3 separate regions of the Mus musculus genome follow, and regions 1 and 2 are each linked to region 3. Evidence: chromatin contacts called from public Hi-C data. All regions are on one chromosome and are shown on one strand. Each heading gives the region's core, a stretch centred on a gene start, on an enhancer-like site or on the middle of the called end of the contact. The rest is flanking DNA. Distances are from core to core; before and after follow the strand shown.

Region 1 (3,003 bases), core at 357-2,856, 77 kb after region 3:
TTAAAGGAGACACACGTGGCTAAAGGATGGAAAGTGTGTTACTCAGTTAGAATTTGACTTTGACAAGATCTCACTCTGTTACTCAGGCCAGACTGAATCTCACCAGGAGAACAGACTGGCCTTGAATGTGGAGTGATCTTTCTGATTCTGCCTCCTAAACTGGGAATCCAGACATAGACCAACATAGCTGGCAACAGACTAGTTCAACGTCTGAAAAAAAAAAACAGTGAAACTCTTCCGAAGTTTAAAACACAGAGATTCCTCTTTCTTATTCGCCTATATATGTCCTTACTAATTGAGGGAGATGAGAGGAAGACATACACACACACACAGACATACACACACACACACAGACACACACACACACACACACACACACACACACACACACACACAGAGAGAGAGAGAGAGAGAGAGAGACTGGGGTCTCAGAAACAAAGATCATGGAAGCCCCCAGGGCTCATCTACCCAGTGACTTCTTCAAATCTTGCTGTAGCACTTTGTCGCCTTAGCTCCTAGGTGATCAAGTTGGCATGGTGGCTCTGAGTGGGCCAGCTGAAACACAGAAACTATACCCCAATAAAACTGTCTGTTCAAGAAAAAAAATGGTACATGTCCTGGAGCATCCAGAAGTGGAGTGGTTAAAGGCAAAGAAAGGATAGGTAGTCATTTGAAATGCCAGATCATCTGTCCGTTTTTTTTTTTTTTTTGAGTATGGCTATGTAGTATCAAATGAAATCTATATATCCTAGCAGGCTCACAAATGTCCTTTGCCGACACTGCAAGGCAACAACCAACTGTTTGGGTTTAGGAAAAATTAGGGGGAACTCTAGACTGATCCAGGAAAGAAAGACAGCTGCTTGGTGACAAAGCCTGTGGGGAGAGGGGCAGATTCCTATTGCTTAAGGCCCAAGCGCCTAGAAATATAGAAGAAAAGGAAAGCTTGGTTGGGCTCCAGAGCCACCAGCAGGGGTGTGTCTGCCTCCAACAGCTGGTACTAACGGTCCTGGCAGCACAAGACTCCAAAATGAGAACATCTTGTCCTCTCAAGATCCTTGGTGACTGAGGATTTGCTATGCTCATTATGAGAAGGTTCTGGCACCCTTCAACCCATTTGTACCTCTTCATCATCTCACTAAACATTTGTCATCTGGCAGGCACAGCTGCAGGCTCCTAAGAAACCATGACCCTCTAGACCTGTGGAAGACCCCATGGAAAGGCACCAAGTGGAAGAGTGCCTTGAGAGCCATCATTCCTAGAAGTCACTGGACTCTACAAGACTGACCACAGAAAACTCATGCCTCTGTCTTCACAGATGGCCTGCATGTTCCACCTGGATGGCACTTCAGAAGCCAGCGACTCAAAGGAGTCTGATTCTCCCCAGAGGGAAGTATATAAAAACTACAGGAGTCTTAGGAAGTAAATCAAAATAGCAGCGCATCTTGCAGCCTGGTGACCTATTTCCTGAATTGGATGCTGGAATCTCCTCATAGAACAGCCGATTGTGATGTGTTAGTATTTTCATGCTGTGCAGCCCTCTGGCATAGAGGCGCTGCCCCATTCCTTCCCAAGGAAATTCCACTGCAGGCAATGTTATGATTAGTGGACTAATAACACTTGTCGTTGGAATACTGCAGACAAAGCTCCAGTGTGGACTGGCCTCCAAGTCCCTTAATCACCTATTTCATCATCTCGACACTGAAGCCCTGGCAATGGGGGTGGATTTGTGGATCCCAATAATTAACCAAAGGGACAGCTGCTCTTTTGCATGGGGATCTCCCTTCCATTCATAATTCCAACCCAATCTGGGGTGTTAACTAGTGTGGTTACATTGGCCAATACTGGATGGCTGCTTAGGGTTTGGGGGGTGCTGCAGGCTCATTCTGAGGCAAGTCACCTGCAGGTTCACTCATGATATTTATGCACGCACAGTTTCCTTGTGATTAGCTTGCTGGCATTCTGGACCGGGGCCAGTGGAGGAGCCAGGAAATGCATGAATGTGCCTGAAAGATGATTGGGAGCACTGCTGATTCCCAACTACAATGGTGTGCTGCTTTATATTTCCCCTTGACGTTGTAAAGGGGGATGTGGAGGAAGAGATGCAGAAGCTCTGTACATTCCAAAGTATGTAGGAAGCCACTTGGGTGGATGCAAAATCAAGAGGAGATGGGGGAGGGGGAACAAGCAGCCAAGTTTTCATTCTGGCCCTTTTTTGATTTCATTTCAAACCAAATGGGAGTTAATTAGGCTCTGAAGGAACTTAACTTACAAACAAACCTGGGTGAAAAGAGGTGAGTAGAAGATGGTGAAGCTGACATGATCAGAAGGGGAAATAAGACCCTTTGGAGACTTACTGTTTTCTCACAACTTCTGTTGATCACCAGGCCAATGAACCTGACCTCCTTTGAAACCCCTGAGAGCCACCAGAGCTCTTTGGCCACATCTTTGAGGGAAGAAATAAACATATAAGGAGAGTGCTGTGATAAAGGAGAAAGCACAGAGTGGGAGAAAGAAAGGAAGACTGAAAATGAAGGAGAAAGTTCAGTTATTGCTGCGAATGGGCAATGCCTGGGATCCCTCAGCTGGAGCAGACCTCAGGAAGACGCTCTTCTCCAGTGCACAGACTGGACTGTGTGAGACACTTCAGCGGTCCCCTTGGAAACAACACCCAAAGCATACAACCCTCCATGATTGCCTTCCCACAAATGTTCTGCTCCAATCCCAGATTTCTTACAGACAGGTACTGTTCACAGAGTTCAAACAAGCTCGTTCCCAGAATGAGATAGCTTCCCTTGCCTGGAATCAAGTGGGAAAGTCTTAGGTTTCCAGCCCCTCTGGGCCCAGGTACCAAGGGAGCATCTGCTCCCTTCTCCACCCACTGTGGAAGGCCAAATTGTGCAGTGACCAGACAGCTCCTGGAGCAGAGGCCCAAACATTCTCTGGGAAAGTTCTACCCCAATCCCGTTCCCATTGACCTTTCCAAAATTCATTTGGCTTTATTTT
Region 2 (2,866 bases), core at 180-2,679, 98 kb after region 3:
AGTAGGGTGCTAACCCATAAAACTTCAATATCCTGGATGGCAATGAGTTCCTTTCAAACATATTCTCAGTACTGAAGTGCTTTCATACAACAAATTAATGCAGCATATAGAAAATATGCTTGATTTTGCAGCAAAGGCCACAGACAGAGCGGTTTCCACCTGGTATAAGTCCAGCAATTTTTATTTTCACTGTACACATTTCCCCCCTTTTCACACAGTCTCCAAGTGGCACCCAGTACTTTCTCAGTACCTTATAGAAAGATTACTCCCCAAAATCTAAACTCAAGTTCGTAGTTATCCTAAGTTCACATCTATCAAAGAGTTTACACACACACACACACACACACACACACACACACCCCACAATTTACTGTAATAAATCTCTGCTAATCAGCATGCTTCTTTATATATTTCATCAAAACTCTAAACCATCTATAAAAATAGGAAGAAAACAGAACTGTGGCAAAAGTCAAGCTGCTCCATTCTGCCTAAGCATTCAGTTGTTCTGTAATGCCTTTTAAGCTGGCAAAAAGGACAAAGTAATGTTTTATTGGGTCAATTTATAATTATAATTTATAATTACTGTGTTAGCAACAATAGGATCTGTTAGCAAGGGGCTTCTTTTACAATGACTATTTTAGAGAAAGCCTGTTTTTCCAGGCTTATAAAATCAAGTGACTCATTCAACTTCTGAGGCAAAAATCAACATATAAAGAAGGCCTTATTCTACACATCGAAAACACGTTATAAAAACAACTGCATCAAGGATTTCTAGTGGTAAGAAACCAAAAAAACAAGGTTAACTGGGTGTGGTTGTGTACACCCTTAAGGCCAGCAGTCAGGAGGTAGATGCGGGAAGGGTGTGAGTATAAGGCTATCGAAGGCTGTATAAAAATAACAAACCAAGTTAAAAAAATTCTAAAGGGTGAGCATGGGAGTCCACACCTTTAATCCTAACACTTAAATGACACAGTTATCTGTGAGTTTGAGGCCAGCCTGATCTACAAAAGTGAATTCCAGGCCAGCCAGGGTGATACAGTAAGACCTTGTCTCAAAAAAAAAAAAGATTTTAAAAAGAAAGAAAAAGAAAAGGAGGGAGAGAGAAGGAGGAAATGAAAAAAAAAAACCCAAAACAAAACCACGAGGGTAATTGCTAGCTTGAGGGCTCATTAATACATTCCATCAACAGGCGCTCATAAATAGACAGTTGCCAAATTTTGCAACGTGTTCCATTGCAAACATTTATTGATATTTTTTTTTTTTGGTGCCCAGAATGTTTTTTCTTAAAGAAATGGAGTTCTAGCAGTTAGAGTTGCAAGTTAATTAGCGAAAGTCTAGATACTGTATGTCTGCCGTGAGAGGGTGGAAGCAGTTGCGGCAGTAAGAGGAAACATATGTTGGAATGATTTTTAGCCCTGGTTAGTTCTCAGTGTTCTAGTTTTGCTCCATGAGGACACCATTACAGAAAGATAAGAAAGCAGGGCATTTCAAAGCACTTTATATGCTAGTGTCTGATTTCACTTGAGAATTTCCAAGCTTTCTTACTTTTGATGACGGCACATGGTTTATGCACATCGGCACTGCTGAAGGTTTTATTTAACAAATGGAAACATAAATTTGGGAGAAAAGATAGAAAGGAGATACTGGCACGGAAAGAGCAAGAACTGAAAGTGGGGAGAGCTGGAGAAAATATGCATTTAGATCTCATGCCTCACCCCCATGTTGTTCACTCTTTTTCTTTCAACTAGCATGTGGTGAGCTGTGTTAGTGAGTATGAGGACCAAGTCATTCTATCATTTATTAATTTAATAAATGCTAGTAGAGTATTAACATTATACATAGAGTAAAGGATAGCAACCTGAACAAGACAGCCTCGATCATTACGCTCACAGACATGAAACAGATAGCAGCATTCTAAGCAAGGAGTTCAGGTCTGTCTCTGGCTATTTGGGGTTGAAGGCTTCAAAACAACAAAACAATAACAAGGCAAAAGAAAAACAAGCAAATAAACATAAATTAATACCTGTAATCCCAGGTACTTATGGGGTTGAAGCCGAAGGATCACCCGAAACAGAGTCAAGACCAGCATGGTCTATATAGTGAAATCTAAATCAGCTAGGGCTACAATGTAAAAAATCTCTGTCTCTCTGTCTCTCTCTCTCTCTCTGTCTCTTTCTCTCTCTGAGTGTGCGCGTGTGCGTGTGCGTGTGCGTGTGTGTGTGTGTGTGTGTGTGTATTTTAAAATTTGAGGACCAGTCTAGGCTACAAAGCAAACCTATATCTTCAAAACAAATAAAAATAAATCAGGGATGGAGGAGCCAGGCCTGGTAGCACAATCCTGTAATGTAAGCACTTGGGAAGTGAAGATAAATGGATCGGGAGTTCAAGGCCAGCTTTAGCTACATAGTTTGAGGACAATTGGGGCTACACAATGTCCTGTCTAAACCTACCCCGCCCACACACACACACAGAGGGCAGAGAAAAAGAAAAGAGCGAGTGTAAGTGTCATAAAAGACGAAGCCAGATCTCGGATTGCCTCCTGGCATCACAATAACTCCTTTCCACTAGATGGCTGAAGGTAACAGACAGAGGAGCCTGATAATACTGGCTGGAACCAGGACAGAGCAACTGGTCTCTAAGTGACTTAACTGATAAGTTAACGTCAGTCGAGCTGGGCCCTGAACAAAAGAACCATCCAGCTTACACACAGAGCACCGTGGAAAACAAACAATTGTTATTTAAGTCTCTCACAGTTTTAAGGGGGAGGGGGGTAATGTAGGCTATTTTATAATAGCTCATACAAGCTGTGCATGGTAGATCAGTCCTGTAATCCTAGTGTTTGGAAAGTTGAGACAGCAGGACTTTT
Region 3 (3,286 bases), core at 776-3,275:
GGTGACACCTCAGGTTTCTCTGTCCCCCAGTCTCCCCGGCATAGACAGGCCCATGAGGGGAATGCTTTGCTAATTCCTGAAGTAGAGGAGATGAAGCTAAATATACGGCTGTTTGTCCTTAGTATCCTGTCTATAGAAATGAAGAACTCAGAATTCTGGAGGCTGAAGAGATGGTTTAGTATGTAAGAGAACTTCTTGTGCAAGCATGAGGACCTAAGTTGGAGTTCCAGTACCCAGGTAAAAACATCTTTTAACACCAGGACATTGGTGGGGGGGGGTTGCTAGAGACAGGAGGATAGTTAGGAATTGCTGGCTACCAGTCTAGCTCAAGGTTCAATGAGAGATCCCATCTTGAAAAAATAAAGTAGAGAATGATAGAGGAGGCTATCTGATGTGCTCCTCTGGTCTTTGCTTGTACCCAAACACACACACATGTGCATATAAACCTTGCATTTGTGGGGTGGAGGCAGGGGCAGCTGGATGAATAAATTAACACAAGCCTTCCCCTTCCAAAGCCTGGGCTTCATTCTAGGAATAGAAAGGAGGAGTAGAATTAGCAAATTTTCCAAGATGCCTCCCTTCCCCAATCATTCCCTTATGATCAGGCTTTTCTCTGCCTAGCTTAGGTCAATGTTGCATGACGAATCTTCCCTTTACATAAGGATTGGATCAGGCTGAGTTTTGTTAGCATGTTCAAATGAAGCCAAATCTGTCAACTTACAATTGTACAAAATTGGCCTCCTGGGACTCTCTCAGAACAGAGCCAAAGGCAAGCTAATAGTCATCCTACCTACCTCATAGGGTCAGGGCGAGAGGCAAGTGAGGTAATGGGCAGGAGCCCACTTTAGAAAGTAGCAATGAGAAGCACATTGGAGTCTTGGCCCCAAATGGACCAACAGGAGCTCATGGGCAATGTGAAGGCCTTACTTGGACAGGTGAAAGACGAGGCTCTTTTGTGACTCTTGGATTTGCCATTTTGCAGTGGCCGTTAGCCTTTCTTTCCAGCAATTCTTGGGAAAATACATTTTATTATGAGACTTTGGACACTGTATCAAAATTTATCTACGACTTCTCATTTTCTTTCTAAAGTTATACTTACCCTAACCAATCCACGATACTCTGAGGGACTTGTAAAAGATAAGCTGATTTTTCTTTCTTTTAGTTCATTAAAGAGACTGTATTTTTGTTGGTAACTTAGATTTAAATGTCAACAACCCTCCCAATCAAAAGTAAGTACTATGGGGAATGCTCACACTAGCACTTGCTGTCTTCCATGGGGGATCTGCCAGTGGATGCTACCCAACAGATATGAAATGGCCTTCTTGGAGAGCATTTAAATGCCCCATATTTCAAGTGCTAGAATGTTTGAGAGAATTTAGGAGTCCAGGCTCAAAGAAAGTTAAGAGTCAGAAAAGAGAGTTTTTTGTTTGTTTGTTTGTTTGTTTTTTGTTTTTTTGTTTTTTTGTTTTTTTGTTTTTTGTTTTTTTTTTTGTTTTTGGTGAGGGGATTCAGGTTTTGGTTCACAGGATTCCAATTGTGAAGAAGAAGGACTTTGAGGGTAGCCGAGGGAGAGTGAGCTCACTCTGGATGGAGAAGAGGAAAGAGTGCCGACTGTGCAGGGATCTTAGCCAAAGAGCCTTGGATCAAGAATAGACTAAGCTTGCAGAGGTAGCCAAAGGTATTTGAACCAGGGAATTGAGCAAGATTTATTGTCTAACTTGGCACAGACTAGACAGAGTTTGTCTTTGGGTCTGCTTTATGTGTTGGGCATGCACACATACCTCCTTACAGTTGAAGCCTTCAGATAGTGAGCCACAACCCTCAGCAAAATAGGGTCAAGATGTTGTTGGTCGTATCTGGAGTCTGCCCAGAACCTAGTGAGCAAAGTTACACTACACCTAGGCCTGCAAAGTAGATTGCCAGGCAGGAAAGATCAGCTTCTGGGCCACTGGCTAGCTCATCTGCATTTAAACACATTGTACTCAGCAGACTTGGTGGCTGGCCAGCACAATCATCATTGTATCCATCCTGTGGCCTCCTGGGCCACCAGCTCCCATGTACTGTGTTCTACTGATCCACTTTTGGTTCCAGATACTCTCCTGGTGAGCTGCCGCCTTGAACTGAGGAGAGAGAGAGAGAGAGAGAGAGAGAGAGAGACAGAGAGAGAGAGAGAGACAGAGAGAGAGAGAGAGAGAGAGAGAGAGAGAGAGAGAGAGAGAGAGAGAGAGAACGAGAACTCGTGTGTATGTGTCTGGAGGAGTCCTGGGTGGCCTCAGCCTCAGCTTCCCAGACTACAGTTTCAGGGCAAGCCTGTGCCTCTGAACTTTGCTCTATTAGTTCACACTGCAGGGGGAGATGAGACTAGTTCCCTGCTGGTTCTGTCCCATACGCCCCGTTATGATAGGCAGTGAAGCAAATCATTTGGGCTCTTGCCTGGCCTTAATGGGATAGAAAGGGCTTGAAAGGAACATCCAAGTATGTGCTTACTGTTTAGTTTTCCTGGAAAAATAATTTCTCTGGCAGGCTCAAGAGGGTGAGTTTGCCTTTAGAAAAGGATTGTGTCATATCCACACCCTTGTGGCCTCCTACCATGTCTGTCCATGGCTGAAAAGCTTGCATTCAGGGGGAAGAGTAAGCAAACGTCTCCTAGAAGTAGCTTTTCATTTTTATTCAAGAAAAACAAATGTGTTGTGTAAAGGGGAGAGAGAGAGAGAGAGAGGGAGGGAGGGAGGGAGAGAGAGAGAGAGAGAGAGAGAGAGAGAGAGAGAGAGAGAGAGAGAACCATCAGGTGTCTCTCTTTGGGGGCAATTTTAGCAATCCACCAAAACTTAGATTTTTTTTCTAAAGTATAGTATGAAATTGGGTGTGAGTGTTCAGTGTTATGGTTTTAAGGTAAAAGTGGAATTAATGGGATTAAGACTCTTGAGTAATTAAAACGGGGCAAAGGAATAAAAGGAAGAATGAGATGCTGACAAGATATGGCTGACTTAAGACATCATTCCTGAAACCATGTCCAATGAAGTCCTGCAGCTAAAGGGAGAAGATGGGAAAAATCTTGCAAAGGTAAAAATTTCCAAGAGAACGACAACCAAAATTAAGTCAAAACCAAACCCATAATGAATCCTACATGTTTCTAGCAGTGCTTGCCTGTCTTACATTGTGCTACATAACTGCAGCCTTGGTGCTGAACACACACAGCATGTGCCCCTCATACTGCCACACTGTGCAATGGCAACTGATGCTCCTTCAAAATGCCTTGGTTCATAGTGGAGCCTCTTGTGTATTA

What was found. Hi-C and Micro-C count contacts between places; a contact is called where the count stands out from the background.
Region 1: a Hi-C map of embryonic fibroblasts shows a contact between it and region 3, with 1.8 times the contacts expected there. The contact joins two enhancer-like sites. A contact is called at or near these places in 7 of 484 Hi-C or Micro-C datasets (the 3T3-L1 cell line, 3T3-L1-derived adipocytes, the Ba/F3 cell line and 3 more), 1 of 115 datasets of contacts at active chromatin or transcription factors (embryonic stem cells) and 1 of 9 other capture datasets (adipose tissue).
Region 2: a contact with region 3 is called in a Hi-C map of Sertoli cells, with 2.7 times the contacts expected there. The contact joins two enhancer-like sites. A contact is called at or near these places in 14 of 39 promoter capture datasets (the 3T3-L1 cell line, the C10 cell line, the HPC-7 cell line and 7 more), 5 of 484 Hi-C or Micro-C datasets (Sertoli cells, embryonic fibroblasts, liver and 2 more) and 1 of 9 other capture datasets (liver).

The regions. Positions count from the first base shown.
Region 1 is chrX:53,213,060-53,216,062 of GRCm38.p6, forward strand. It overlaps a transcript of Plac1 not described here. Among named protein-coding and RNA genes, the nearest start is that of Fam122b, 55 kb to the right of the region's middle. Within about 2 kb of position 1,607, at least 13 of the 459 cell types and tissues checked have an H3K27ac peak or open chromatin away from gene starts, as enhancers often do.
Region 2 is chrX:53,234,017-53,236,882 of GRCm38.p6, forward strand. It overlaps a transcript of Plac1 not described here. Among named protein-coding and RNA genes, the nearest start is that of Fam122b, 34 kb to the right of the region's middle. Within about 2 kb of position 1,430, at least 9 of the 459 cell types and tissues checked have an H3K27ac peak or open chromatin away from gene starts, as enhancers often do.
Region 3 is chrX:53,135,311-53,138,596 of GRCm38.p6, forward strand. All of the region lies in intron 1 of Gm35988 (a long non-coding RNA gene), which reads left to right. It also overlaps a transcript of Plac1 not described here. Among named protein-coding and RNA genes, the nearest start is that of Plac1, 23 kb to the left of the region's middle. Within about 2 kb of position 2,026, at least 4 of the 459 cell types and tissues checked have an H3K27ac peak or open chromatin away from gene starts, as enhancers often do.